2 separate regions of the Ovis aries genome follow, and region 1 is linked to region 2. A link is a contact called in public Hi-C data. All regions are on one chromosome and are shown on one strand. The core of a region is the stretch at or near the end of the contact, and the rest is flanking DNA. Distances in the headings are between cores, read along the strand shown. Region 1 overlaps PAPPA2 (pappalysin 2). Region 2 overlaps PAPPA2 (pappalysin 2).

Region 1 (7,120 bases), core at 400-2,899, 310 kb after region 2:
GTAAGGAAGAATCATAGGCAAAGGTTTCTTCAAAGAGGCAGTTGATTTAAAATGGAAAGAGAAATATGACAGATATACAAGGACCCTCCTCCCCCATTTATATTCTATCCAATCCCATCCTCAACTCTTGCCTTGCTCCCTACTCTGCACCCTGCCAACTATTCAGCCCCACCCAACTTGTAAAACAATATCAAAACCCTAGAAGAGCAGTTGCCAGGGACACTCTGTTAATACTCATTTTGAATGGATTACCGTCTTTCAGGGCTCATCTAATCTAAACTGGCTCTCTCCCTTTCTTTGTGTAGTCTCCCTTAGTAATAATGAGGTTAGTTATTAATTCTTTATAAGTATTTAAACATAATGATATAAATATATTATATATATTATATTTTTTGCTGTCTACTAAGCTAAAAATTATCCATTGTTCCACACATGCTGCTGTGAAGTTCATATCCAAAATGAATGCTGAGGGTTTGAGGACTGAGTTCTTCTACCATCTTTCTATTCCTAGGGATTAGCAGGTTGAGAGAGAACTGGGGAAGCAAAGAGCGAGATTGGATGGAGTTTTTGATGATCATATGTCAGCTCATCATCTTTTTATGAGCTGAGAGCTGGGCCCAGTTTGAGGAGATGGGGACTTGGGGTAATAATAGTAAGGAGCATGGAAATGTGCTGGGGGTGCCCATTGGTGAGGGGTCCAGGAAAACTAGTCTTTGAGTATCCATCCAAAAAGTACTTCCCTTCACTTCTCAGAACTCATAATTGCAGTCAGTGGGGCCCAGGGTTTTCTGCACTTCCGCAGGTGCCTGTTCCAGGGGTGGCTCTTGGCCAGTCAACAAGTCTGTATGCAGGCTCACTTTCCTGTGCCCAGGATGATAGGAACTCATGCGTTCCTCATACTCTGTGTGTGGTTTCCTTTCTTCTAAGTCCCTGAGCCTGGCCATCATTCACAGCCACATGACCTATTGTTGACTTACTGGGGGAGAAAGCGTCAAGGAAATGACCTGGGGGAAAGGTGAGAGTAGATGGAAAAATAGGCCGGGATGGAGGAGCTGGCTGAGGCCATTCACAGGGTAGACACTGGGGTCAATCAGAGCCCAGGACTGGAGGACAAAAGAGTCAAGGAGATCCAATTTTGTTTCAGGTCTCCACAGCACACCACAGGGGATCCTCTGAACAATGCAGAATGGGAGATAAAGTCTATTCAAGTGCTTTGTGTCAAATCTGTGTCCCAGAGAGCGCCCTTTGAATGAGTTCTGAAAATACATGGAGCAAGGGTGACACTCTGTGGGGAGAGAGAAGAATTTCAACTAGTTAGAGTCCATTTTGTCATTGTGATCCTTTCTTGCTCAATAGATGGACAGTGTGTGAAGTTACCACGTTAACCTGCCTCTGTCTACAGCCCGGGCTGACTCTTTCTGCATGTGGTCTATTGCAGCTGTTTTGGGGTGGGGTTTTTTGGGGGGTTTTTTGGTAATGATTTATGGAGTAGGCCTTGGAGAAAGAGAGTAAGGAGCTAGTTTCTTTTTCAACACCCCAGCTTATCATCTCAGGAAAGGAAGAACAGGCAAAGGTTAAGGGCAGTCTTGGTCTCTCTGGATCACCTGCTCTTTGCCTCTAACCACAGTTTTCTACTCTTCCCATCAACACTGAAGCCTTGGCTGTGCAAACAGGAAAAAGGAAATATTACCATCCCCCCCTCCAACTTGAGCCAGACTTCATGTAGGAAAGAACAACATTCTGGAATGGAATAAAAAGGAGAAGGGGATATGCACAGTTTATCTATGGGGATCTAAAAGGAGGGTGGCAGAGTCATGGGAAAGGTAAAGAGCCAGAGGTTGCCCATCCAAAATACTCTCGTCCTCTGTAGTCCCAGCCATAACAGAAACAACAGTCTAGATACCTATTCTTTCTTATCTGGCTTCACATTTAGTGCTCTCAAGAATAGAATATTTATTTGGGGGATTCTAATAGGCTTCAGTATGGAAAAGGAGAGTAGACAAGTTTCAATTCTTCATTTTAAAACAGTTGTAAAATCATTATCCAAATTTCCTGAAGCATGTCAAACTCCGTACAGGGGAATCCTGCCATGTCTGAGGATTAGGTAGCAGGAGAGTTATCCTGGGCATTACCCAGCTCAAGAAGGCTACAGCCCTCATTGCTACCCACCCCCACCATGGGAATGTGGAACCTGTGGTTCATGATGGGTCTGGCCTCAGTCTCCCCACAGGAGTAACCATGAGAACATTTCTCTTTTGTACTTCATTTAAAAAAATTAGTTTCTGTTGGCAACATCTGCTCTCCATCACTTCCCTAGGAAGGTGACAGGAGGGATCTGGGGGTGCATGGAAAGCATTTTAGACTACAGGTTGCCCAGCCTGAGTCAGCCCTGGCCATTCAGAAACAGCAGGTTCTTCCTGCCTTTTCCCCTGGAGCCTAGTGTTTTGAGCTCCTCCAGTCACAATAAAGTTGAAGGTCTGAGATGCCACGGTCACAGATCCCCAGTGGATGTCAGCTCACACTCATTCCACATGGTGGTCTGCATTCTGCTGCTCCTCCCCATTCATGGGGTCACAGAGAGCCTCTCCCAGAGGCTCTTCCCTCTGTTTCCTTGTTCCAAAATCACTTCTCTGCTTCCTCTTTTTCCTAGTGACTAGGAGCTCTGGGGTCCAGGTTGCCCAGGGCTGGATGATTCTGGCAATTAGTATGACAGCCTCCAAGCAGACAGATGAGAGGACAGAGTGAGAACTGTCAGCTGGCAAACCTGTACATGAAAGTGAAGAGTTATTCTTGATTCTCTCCTCTTCTTCCCTCCATTGCAAGGCATTGGGTTTGGCACATCCTCTCCTCTGTGAGATCACTATTGAGTGCACCGGTTAGCACTCCACGGGGATGGTTTGATTGGGAACACAGTGAAAGGAGCTGATCTACTGTATTGTAACGTAAAACAGCTACAGCCAGTTATTTTGTAAGATTATACGATGTTCATTAAAAAAAATCAGCACACAAAATGGGATGCATCTTTGGTGTCTTATTCTTTGTTTAAATCATTCCATCACTTCCAAATTGTTTTTCATTCACTCATGCCAGGTCTGGACATCCATCATTGATCAGTTGATTGATGAGTTCTTTCAGTCACTTAAAAACTATTTATTAAGTAAATGGTATGTGTAAGGAAGATAAACATGAGCATTTACAAGAAGAGATGGCATATACAAAAGCGGAGTACACAGTAGTCATGTTAAGTGCCTCATGAGTTGTAGGAATAAAATGCAAGAATCATTTACAGTTCAGGGGAAGTAGCTTCACTCCTGGATGCCAAAGGGAGGGAGTATTTGAAAGTAGGTCCATGAGGGATGCACATGAGCTTGATAGGCAGAAATGGGACAGGGAAAGAGAAGAGTCCAGGCAAAGTAAAGAACAGGGATGACACTATGGAGGTAGGGAAAGAAAAGGCTGGGAGACAGTGAACATCTCTGGGGCATCTGACAGCTAGAAGGCAGAATTCAGCTCACGTGTGCCCCACATGTGGCAAACCCAAGCTGATTTAATCATCACAGACAGATCTACATCTTCCATTGTTTCATTTCACAGATGTGGACATCAAGGGTCGGTGTAGAGAAAATTGTTTGTGGTCATATGCCAAGAGTCAAGCTTGGTTCTGCGAGACGCCAAGACATAAGAAAGAAAAGAAAAAATGATGGCTCATAGGATGGGAAAGGGTAGAAGTGGAGAGAAATGTCAAAGACGACGTCTCTGCCTTCTCTTTTTATCCATAAAGATTATCCTCACTGGAAGAAAAGGGAAAGTGGGAGGAGGAAGCTTTTGAAGAAAGAAAATATATTTGCTTTTTGATAAAATCATTTTAAAAGCCAGATAGATAATTAGTTGGAATTTTCACGTAAAGCAGTGTTGAGCAAGTTGGAGGTGGCTTCTGCACCTGGGGGCAGCTCACCAAAGTCTCTGGCCCTGCCATGCACCACCTGGCTGCCAGAAGGGCTGGGCGGTTATCTCAGTACAGCTCTGAGCTGTTTGGGAAGTCCTGCGGAAGAGACAGTTAGATATGTGAGCTTGGAACTTGAGAGTGGGGTGTACGACTAGAAGCAGATATTTGAGAGTGAAAATTATGTTACCTGATATTTTCTTCATGGGTTGCAAAATGCCTTCATATGCTTTATTCTACCCATGGGTTAAGCAAAAGAACTTCTTCTAAATTTCCATTTTACAAATGAACTGTGTAGAGAGGCCATTGAAGAATCTAAGTTCATATAACTAAGTGCAGGTTGGGATAGCAATCCAAGTTTTCTTTCCCAAATGTGATGTGCTTTCCACTACGTGAAGTTCAGCCCACTAGACCCAGAGTGAACCCAGACTTGACCAAATGGAATGGGAAAGTTAAACGTCTTTTGGCTTGTTTATGTTTCAAGGTGCTCGTTGGTTTCCCAGTGGCTTTCTTGGTAGCCGGTGGTAGGAAAACTGAGAGCAAACCTTCTAGAGCATCATTCCAGGGCCCTCTGCTCGTGCCAGGCCCTGAGTATAAGCAGATGCCCTGCACATGCCAGTCAGGCCAGCTGAACTGAGACGTCTGGCAAGGCTGCCTTCTCCCTGATAGCTTCCCCTGGGAGAGTCCTGGAGAAAGACACTGGACCTCTGGTTTCCATTGACTGACAAATGACATGATGAGTCACCCATCAGCTGGGAGACTCACTACTCTTCGATTCCTGCCAACCAGATAATGAGGGGCTCAGGGTGGGAAAGAGGGCAATGTGGGTTTTTTTTAAAAGCTTTTTATTTTTTATCATAGTGTGGCCAGTTAACAATGTTGTGATAGTTTCCGGGGCACCGCAGAGACTTAGTCATATACATTCTCCCCCAAACTCCCTGCCCATCCAGGTTGCCATGTAACATTGAGCTGAGTTCCCTGTGCTACGTACAGTAGATCCTTGTTGGTTATCCACTTTAAATATAGCAGTGTGATATGGTTTTTCACTTACAAATAACTCCAGGGCATCTCTAGAGCTGTCTTTGGGTCATCTCTTTTCATGTCATCCCAAGAAGACCACTGGTTCTTTACCACTAACCTTTCAGTTTGCCCAATGGTTGGCTCAGAAAAAAAGAGTAGTGATGAAAACCTTATATCTGTAATATATGTCCACACCCACAAAACCTACACATGCCCTGGGTATGTGAGTTGAGAACAAAGTAAGACTCATTCGCGAATAATGATTATTTTCAAGTGTGTGAGTGATTTGTTGATGACTTCAATTTTTATTTGTTTTCCCCTTGATTCTGCCACTAGATCCTCAGGTTACATTACCAAGTGTTAGGAAGAACTGCTGGGACAATGGCAAAGTCCATTCTTAAAAGGGTCTACAGGTCAAATCTAGTTAACATCCCAAATCAGTATAATGAAAACATCCCCAACCTTAAAAGGTAGTCCAGACCGGCTACAATTTGCTAATGTTCTTTAAATCAAATTTTCTTCTCAGGATAAATTAATACAGACAAGCTTCCTTCGCTTTGTCTTTGTCCACCTAAAAGTCACTTATTCAAATGCAGAAAATAAATAAGAGTGTTGGCTTTTAATGACTACCTATCATGGACAGAGTAGCCTGATGGGTCAGAGTCCACAGGGTTTCCAAAGTTGAACATGACTGAGTAGGCACACACCCATCAGTTCAGTTCAGTTCAGTTCAGTAGCCCAGTTGTGTCCAACTCTTTGTGACCCCATAAATCACAGCACTCCAGGCCTCCCTGTCCATCACCATCTCCTGGAGTTCACTCAAACTCATGTCCATCGAGTCCGTGATGCCATTCAGTCATCTCATCCTCTGTCGTCCCCTTCTCCTCCTGCCCCCAATCCCTCCCAGCATCAGAGTCTTTTCCAATGAGTCAACTCTTCGCATGAGGTGGCCAAAGTACTGGAGTTTCAGCTTTAGCATCATTCATCGTGTTATATCAATTTGGCTTTCCTCTCCCTGTGAGAACTGCTCTCTGAAGACAGCTTCTTTGTAAATAAATTTTAAAAAATGTACACATAGAAGTCACAATATTTCAGTCTCACAAAAGGTTATCAAAGTTCAAGAAAGTTCCCATACCACAACTCAACATGTGCCATTCAGAGTGCTTTCTGAATAGTAGAGCCAAGTTGTATTAGGACACAATTTCCAAGGAATGATTTTGTTGGGAGCAAATCAGCAACCTTTAGAATAATCTGGAAGAGAGTTCTTGCAGCTTCTTCAAATATCCTGGGAAATACTTATGAACTCAACACTGCTCTTGACGTCTCTGCTCCGCCAGGTCACCTGCTATAGGGACCCTGAGAAATCAGTGACTAAGAAGCAGAAAAACACTTAACGAAAACAAGACAGAAGTACTGAGAGAAGTACAAAGACGCCCGGGATGGCACAGCTAATAAGCAGCAGAGCCTGGATTTGGACCGTGGTTCCAGGGTCTATGAGTTGACCCTCTGTGCTTAACAGAACACTCCCTTTCCGGGACTACTTGGATCTGTAGATTTGCAGGCTTGAAAGGGTCTCCAAAAGGCTGAATTATTCACACAGTGTTTCCTATGATGGGTTGTCCTGCCTAACTGTGAATTAGTCTACTATGAAGGAACTCACTGTCTCTCAGGGTTGCGCATTTTATATCTGGACTGTTCTGCCTTTGAAAGTGAAAGTCGTTCAGTCAACGTGTCCAACTCTTTGGGAACCCATGTACAGTCCATGGAGTTGTCCAGGCCAGAATACTGGAGTGGGTAACCTTTCCCTTCTCCAGGATATCTTCCCAACCTAGGGATTGAACCCAGGTCTCTGACATTGCAGGTGGATTCTTCACCAGCTAGCGCGTTATATCAATATTTATTGAGCAACTATTCTGTGCCAAGTGCAAGGGGTGCAGCAGTGAACAAACAAAGTTCCTTATTTGGAAAGAAGTTGGTGGAGACAGACAATGCACAATGTGTGTGTGTGTGTGTGTGTGTGTGTGTGTGTGTGTGTGTGTGTGTGTTGGCAGTGATGAGTGTTACAAAGAAAGCTAAGATGCAGTGAGGTAAGGAGTAGCTGGGGTAGGGAGGTACTTGTGTCTATAGGGAAGGTCTGTGAATGCTTCTCAACAGCAG
Region 2 (6,670 bases), core at 3,829-6,328:
ACAACAAAGAAAAGGTAACTCCTAGGGAAGGAAGGAGGATAAAGAAGAGAACACTGGAGGCTAAGATTCTTTTTAATAACTTCAGGTAGTGAGTGGTATGTGTGTGCGCAAATGTGTATTTGAGAAGATTTGGCTCCTGCCCACGTGTCCCCCTTCTAGTATCAACAAGGGGAGGAGCTATTGAAGAAGGGGGGAAAAAAAGAAAAAGAAAGAAACCTGAGCTCTCTGGAAGAAATTCAAAGGAACCCAGAGAAATGGACTTCATTCTTCAAGGACTGAACTAGAGCAAGGGGAGAGAGAGAGAGGTCAAGAGACATATATAGGGAGAGGCTGAGGGACAGAGGCTACGCAGTCACAGCACCCAGCGCAGGCAGCCAGGAGAGGTGCTCTTTGGGGGCTGCTTGAAAAGTCTGGTCCCTGAACAAAACAATTTGCCAGGGGACAGTGAATCCACAGCTAGCTGTCTCTTCCTCTTATCCCCATCACCCCGGTGTGGTACCCAGAAGCTGACTTCTGGTGCTGTATAAAGAGCCGGGGGGAGGTATGATGTGCTTCAAGATTCTGAGGGTAAGCCTGGTAGTCCTGGCTGGGTGGGCGCTCAGTACTGTCAGCTCAGAGCTGGGCTGGACGCGCAAGAGATCCTTGGCCCAAAGAGGGTACCTGAACCAGGTGCTGTCGGAAGGAGAGCGCTGTTGGCTGGGGGCCAAGGTTCGAAGGCCCAGAGTTGCTCCTCAGCATCACCTCTTTGGGGTCTATCCCAGCCTGCCTGGGGACTACCTGAGGCCCTACCCTGCAGGAGATCAGGGAAGGGCCCATGTAAGATGCAGTGAGCCGGATGCCGGGGGAATGGTTGTGAGCTCTGTGCCCCCAGACCCAACTGCAAGTGCAAGAAAGAGGAGTGAGGCTGAGCAGCCAGCTGCTCCGTGGGGAGGGGACAGTACTATTGGGCAGTCGGAGCTACTGGGAGATGATGACACTTATCTTGGTGATGGAGGATCCAAGGAGCCTCTAGGTGAGGCTGGGACTCCAGAAGGCACAGCCTTGGCTGCCACTGTGATCACCAGCTTCCCATGCCCAAAGGAATCCGGACCAGACACCCAAAGGAAGGGCCGGACCAAGACCAGGCGTCGGCGCCAGGTGGTGAAGGGACAGGCAGGAGGCCTGCGGGGAGACCCTGAGTTTGCGCCCCAGCACTTCCAGCCGTGGCCTAAGCATCCCCTCACGCCTAGGGATCGAACCGGCCCATCAGAGGGTGGCATCCGGAATGGTGGAGGGGACCCCTCCTGGGAAGCAGAGACCGAGACTGTGAGCCCCCAAGGAGGACTGCCTGTCTTGTACTTCTCTGGGAGGCGGGAGCCGCTGCTGCTGCGTCCAGAAGTGCTGGCTGACATTCCCCGGGAGGCGTTCACAGTGGAAGCCTGGGTGAAGCCGGAGGGAGGACAGAACAGCCCAGCCATCATCGCAGGTAATCACCCACTCCTGGGCTTTCCGTAGTCTGTGGGGTAGGGCTGGCTTCTGGTTTTGGTGAGGTTAGACATCGGGGGCAAGGAGGGGAAAGGGGCAGAGCAGAAGAGTCAGGGAGGGCTGGCCAGGCAGAGGGGGGGAAGGGCCTCTATTCATCTGCGCAGCAGAATCCCAGACATCTGCGTTAATGACCCTATAACCACAAGAGCACTTGCCCCTTGTATTGATCTCCTGTGCTCTATACATTGTGATGGCACTTAGGAGACCTCCTGCTCACTTTCTCATCCCTCTTTAAAGGGGAAGATATCTGGTTCTTTGTCAGTGGGGAAGAGGTGTCACACTCGATTTCTCATAGTTCAGTGTGAGAAACCCAGGCAGCTCTGAAACTACATGAAAGTGTACAGACCTGGGCAGTGAGTCATGCCTGGGCTGGACTAGGTAGTGAGGAAACAAGGCTGCCGGGTACATAGCCAATGGGTCCTGGTTGGTTTCCTTTTCTTCGAGTAGCCCTGGAATGTAGCAGAAAGCTACTACCTTGAGCAGGTCCTGGAGTCCCCCTTGTTTTGTCCTAAAAATCACGTGCCCAGCCTGGGACTAGCAGGTCTGCTGGAAAAGGTGGGCACTCACAAGCCAGGACCCTGGTTTCTAACCTGGGCTGTTGTAAAAGGGACCAGAAATGCACCTTGTATAATTCTATGGTCTTAATCAGGAACAATGTTTGGGAACACTCTCCACATTTACTTTACAGTATACCCGGATCTTGGCTTTCATGGAAAGTCACCCAGAAGGACAAAGAAAAGAGTGGGATTAGGAATAACTGTCTCCCTTGCCTTAATGGGGGTGGGGGGGGGCAGTTGGGGGCGATTGGTTTCAAGCAAGGAGTGGGTAAGGGATTAGAAGTGATACACGATCATTCAGTGTCTCTGTATCCCTTTAGAGCCCCCACCCCAGGACAGAACCTCACACAAAGCTAGGTACATAGTAGAACCACTTTCATTTTATTAATCTGGATTGTGCACAACACCCTTTGATGCTTGCCAGTCCCATGACATGGATGGGGAAACCAAAGTCGTGAGAGGTGTGCCTGGGGCAGACAGGGAGCGGAACTCCAGAACCCCTGAAGGGGCTTGACAGCTCCCCATATTAAAGACTTCTCAGGCTGCCGGGAGCCTGCAAATAAGTTTTAGACCAGAGAAAGAAATCTGGAAGGAGGGAGCCTCTTGCGATGGTGTGTTGCTGGAACATCCCTTCCGGACACGCTGTCTTCCCCTCTCTTTGGCTGTAATTTCTCTTTTGGAAGCTGGGATTCCCAGACACTGAGCACTCTAGACTCTTGTGGTTTTGCTTGATTTTATTTTGGGGTGGGAAAGGGGGTGAAGGGAGAGGATAGAGAAGGGGCTGGGCTGGATTATAGGTTGGGGCAGAGAAAGAGTAGAAGGAAATCCTTATTCTGAGGCCAAATGGAAGAAATAATGAGATGATTATCTGATCGGAGTTGGCAGCTTCACAGTTTTTCCCAGATGACATCTTCTTGCTGCCTAATCTCGCTTCCTAGTACCCATCTGCCAGGGAAACGTGTGCTTGCCGTCTAGACCACGACTCCACTTACCCCTCCTCTGGCAGTAGCAGCACAGGGACCTGGGATCAGTTCCCTGGCTCTGAAGAATCAGAGAAAGATCCAGCAGGAATATAGGAGGGAGGCTCTAAGAAACCAGTGGTCTGAGTTGTTAAAATTCAGACCTGAGGGAACAGTTTCTGGACAGTGGGTACCTGACCCCTGTTCCTGAACCTTCTGGATCCTTCTGTTCTCATTCTCTGAAGAGAGGAGAACAGGGTCAGGATTTGGTTCCAGTTATAGGGCTGCCCTCTATGGGGTCGCACAGAGTCGGACACGACTGAAGTGACTTAGCAGCAGCAGTAGCAGCATAAGGCTTCCTAAGTGGCTCAGTGGGTAAGAGAATCAGCCTGCAGTGCTGGAGAATCAGGAGACACGTGTTCAATCCCTGGGTTGGGAAGATCCCCTGGAGGAGGGCATGGCAACCCACTTCAGTATTCTTGTCTGGAGAATCCCATGAACAGAGAAGCCTGGTGGGCTACAGTCTATAGGGTCACAAAGAGCCAGACAAGACTGAAGCAAGTGAGCATGCACACACACAGCTTTCCTTAATGCACCACCCCTCCCCCGCCAGCCCATACATCTCCCTCCCATGCCCACCTCCACTGCCCCCTGCCCCCCCCCACCTTGCCACAGCGCTTACTCAACTCCTTCTCCAAGGTGCCCATCTGAGCCCTTGCCACCTCCCTGCTGCTGCTGCTAAGTTGCTTCAGTCGTGTCTGACTCTGTGCGACCCCAGAGATGGCAGCCCACCAGGCTCCCCAGTCCCTGGGATTCTCCAGGCAAGAACGCTGGAGTGGGTTGCCATTGCCTTCTCGCATGTAAAATTAGGCAGGAAATCTTTCGCAGACAGTCTAGCCTCTGAGGTTTCTTTCTCTTCAAATCAAAGCATTCCCGGAGCTGTGCTGGCATGTCCCCTGTAGGTCCACACCAGAAAGACGGAGGGCAGAGAATACTCAGGTCTGTCTCCTCTTCACCTCTCACCCTGTATCTTTGTTCAGATTTGTGCACCTCAGAAAATATTCAGAAAAGATTTAGGGTAAAAGTCTGGGAGAGATAGGGGCTGAGAACCCAGCCTTCGTTCTTCAGGATTCTAGCAACTGGGTTCCCAGGACATAAGCATCCTTGTTGACTTGCTGTGGTCAGCTCCATATGCTCTCCCTGGGGCCCCCTGGGCTGAGAACCATGAAGGGCCAAGGGTAGTCACCCCCAGGAATAAAAGTCTCCGATTTGCTCATCTACTCACGCCTACCAACAGATCAGCCCATCTTCACTCTCTGACCCTAGCCCTGGTCCTTTTAGCCGGTACCTGCCTGTTCCTGGTGGAGAAGGCAATGGCACCCCACTCCAGTACTCTTGCCTGGAAAATCCCATGGACGGAGGAGCCTGGAAGGCTGCAGTCCATGGGGTCGCTGAGGGTCAGATACGACTGAGCGACTTCACTTTCACTTTTCACTTTCCTGCATTGGAGAAGGAAATGGCAACCCACTCCAGTGTTCTTGCCTGGAGAATCCCAGGGATGGGGGAGCCTGGTGGGCTGCCCTCTATGGGGTCGCACAGAGTCGGACACGACTGACGTGACTTAGCAGCAGCAGCAGCCTGTTCCTGGGATGGTTGGCCTTCAGCTGTTGCAGAATGACCACAGCTGAACTGTGCTCCTGAGAGGTAAACACAATTCAACCCCGGGAGTTCTGCTGCCCCGCTGAGGATAACCCAAGATGCTACAACACTTGGCTCCCACACTCTTTTCTAACAGCTCTCAAAACTCAGGTTCTACCTACTTAACCTAGGCCCAGTTTTCTCCATTCTCCACCTGCCAAACTCGGGGCATTTTCTCCTCGGCAGAGATATCAAGTGATTCAGTTGCCCTAGCCGTGGTAAAGAAACCATCCCCTACCCCTACCCCGACAACCAACACCCCCTCCCCCTCCGCCCGCGGCCCTAGACAGGAGGCCTCAGAGAATACTTCCTACACAGAGCACTAGGTGGCAGTGTTGCTTCGTGCACAGGAGAGTAGGCGGTGCCTTGGAAGCCAAGTAGTGGGGAATGCAGTCTGAGGACTGTCCCTTCCCAGGCCTCTGGGAGGTATTTGGTCATCCCCTCCCAGAGCGTGTTGGTAGGCATCCCTGAGGGTCGGCTTCATACAAGTCTCTTTGCAGGGCCCATGTGAAAGGGCTCAAGTGGCATTCTTTGGGTTTTGACTAACCGGCACTTGTAACAACTGTAAAGAAAACAAAATCAACTCGAGTTACCTCCCTCCCCTCCACCCCTAACTCCCACATGCTTCCAAAATAGGAAGTTTTTGGATTCCGGGTGGATTGCTGGAATACTTTCATTTAGGGCTGAGAGGACAATGTGGGCCTCACAGGCTGTAGGTGTTTAGCTTCTCTCTGGCCCCTGGAGGGGGAGCGACGGGCCCCCCCGCAGCTTAGATCTTCTGACGTTGCCAATCTCCTGTAGCTCTGACGCCCGGCAAGCAGGAGACGACTGTGTGTGGCTGCTCCAGTGTCAGGCCTCCATAAAGATCAGGGGTCTGGCAATTCAGGGATTTGTGGCCACCGAGGAGTAGCCTGGGGTCAGCAGCCCATTTGGACGGGCTGTTGGAACTCAGCTGTGGACATAAGTCAAATGCTGTCCTATCCTGGTGTGAAATCTTTAAGCTCCAGCACCCAACCCTGAGACCATCCTCTTTCCCTCCTTCTCAACTTCCTTTCCTCTCCTTCCACCCCAACACACACAGAAGAGGAACTTCTAATAGGTTCCTCCTCACCCGTAATTGATTGCAAATGTTCCCTGAAGTTGCCCAGCTGACTAACCACCTGCAACTCCAAGTGGCCGGAGGCTGAGTCAGTAAGTCCATGGCGGGACTGGAGCCCAAGCCCACGCTTCTTCATTCAACAAATATTTATTGAGTGCTTTGCCATGCAAAGCAGGGCAAGGCTCTGTGGGGGAATACAAAGATGTCTAAGAAACTGTCCCTGACTCGAAGATGAGTTTTCCTTCTCTGAGGATCCAGGTTGAGGAAGAGATCCCAGGGCAGAATTTGGGAGTCAGACCTGGAATCAGATTCCATCTGACACTTATCAGTGCTGGGATCTGTGGCAATCCATTCAACTTTTCTGAGCTTTGGTTTCCTCACATGGAGAAATGAGAAAATATCTCAAAGAGTTGTTATAGTATTTAAAGAAGTCACATATGTAAACTGCCCAACACAGACTTGACTGTAAAATTCATTTATGAAGTGGTATTAACAGCAGAAGGTGATCATTGCTAACAGCAGTGCTAACCTGCCAACCTGTAATCTTTTCTTAGATAGGGTATTAATTTCTTAAGAATTTAACTTGCTCATCTGTCCAGCAGGAATGGTGGTAAATAGGGTTGGTTTGTTTTTTTTTTTTTTCAAGATGGTCTCAAGATGATTGAGAATGCTATTGAGGCAGTGGCTTGAAAAGACTTTTTTTAATCTTTTTTTTTAGCCTTGGCTATACTATTTAGTACAGTGAACAATGGTCCAAGGCTTTTTGGGGTCATGCACCCTTTTGGGAATATGATGGAAGCTCTGCTCACTTTTTAGCAATATGCTCCTGTCAC

What was found. Hi-C and Micro-C count contacts between places; a contact is called where the count stands out from the background.
Region 1: a Hi-C map of hypothalamus shows a contact between it and region 2, with 7 times the contacts expected there. The contact joins two enhancer-like sites. A contact is called at or near these places in 7 of 16 Hi-C or Micro-C datasets (hypothalamus, liver, mesenteric adipose tissue and 4 more).

What each region holds. Positions count from the first base shown.
Region 1 is chr12:57,404,047-57,411,166 of ARS-UI_Ramb_v3.0, forward strand. It overlaps PAPPA2 (pappalysin 2), which reads left to right. Exons shown (of 24, transcript XM_060396631.1): 24 at 1-3,011. Among named protein-coding and RNA genes, the nearest start is that of TRNAS-GGA, 270 kb to the right of the region's middle. Within about 2 kb of position 1,650, at least 8 of the 54 cell types and tissues checked have an H3K27ac peak or open chromatin away from gene starts, as enhancers often do.
Region 2 is chr12:57,087,228-57,093,897 of ARS-UI_Ramb_v3.0, forward strand. It overlaps PAPPA2 (pappalysin 2), which reads left to right. Exons shown (of 24, transcript XM_060396631.1): 3 at 1-1,465. The coding sequence starts at 544. Among named protein-coding and RNA genes, the nearest start is that of PAPPA2, 40 kb to the left of the region's middle. Within about 2 kb of position 5,079, at least 9 of the 54 cell types and tissues checked have an H3K27ac peak or open chromatin away from gene starts, as enhancers often do.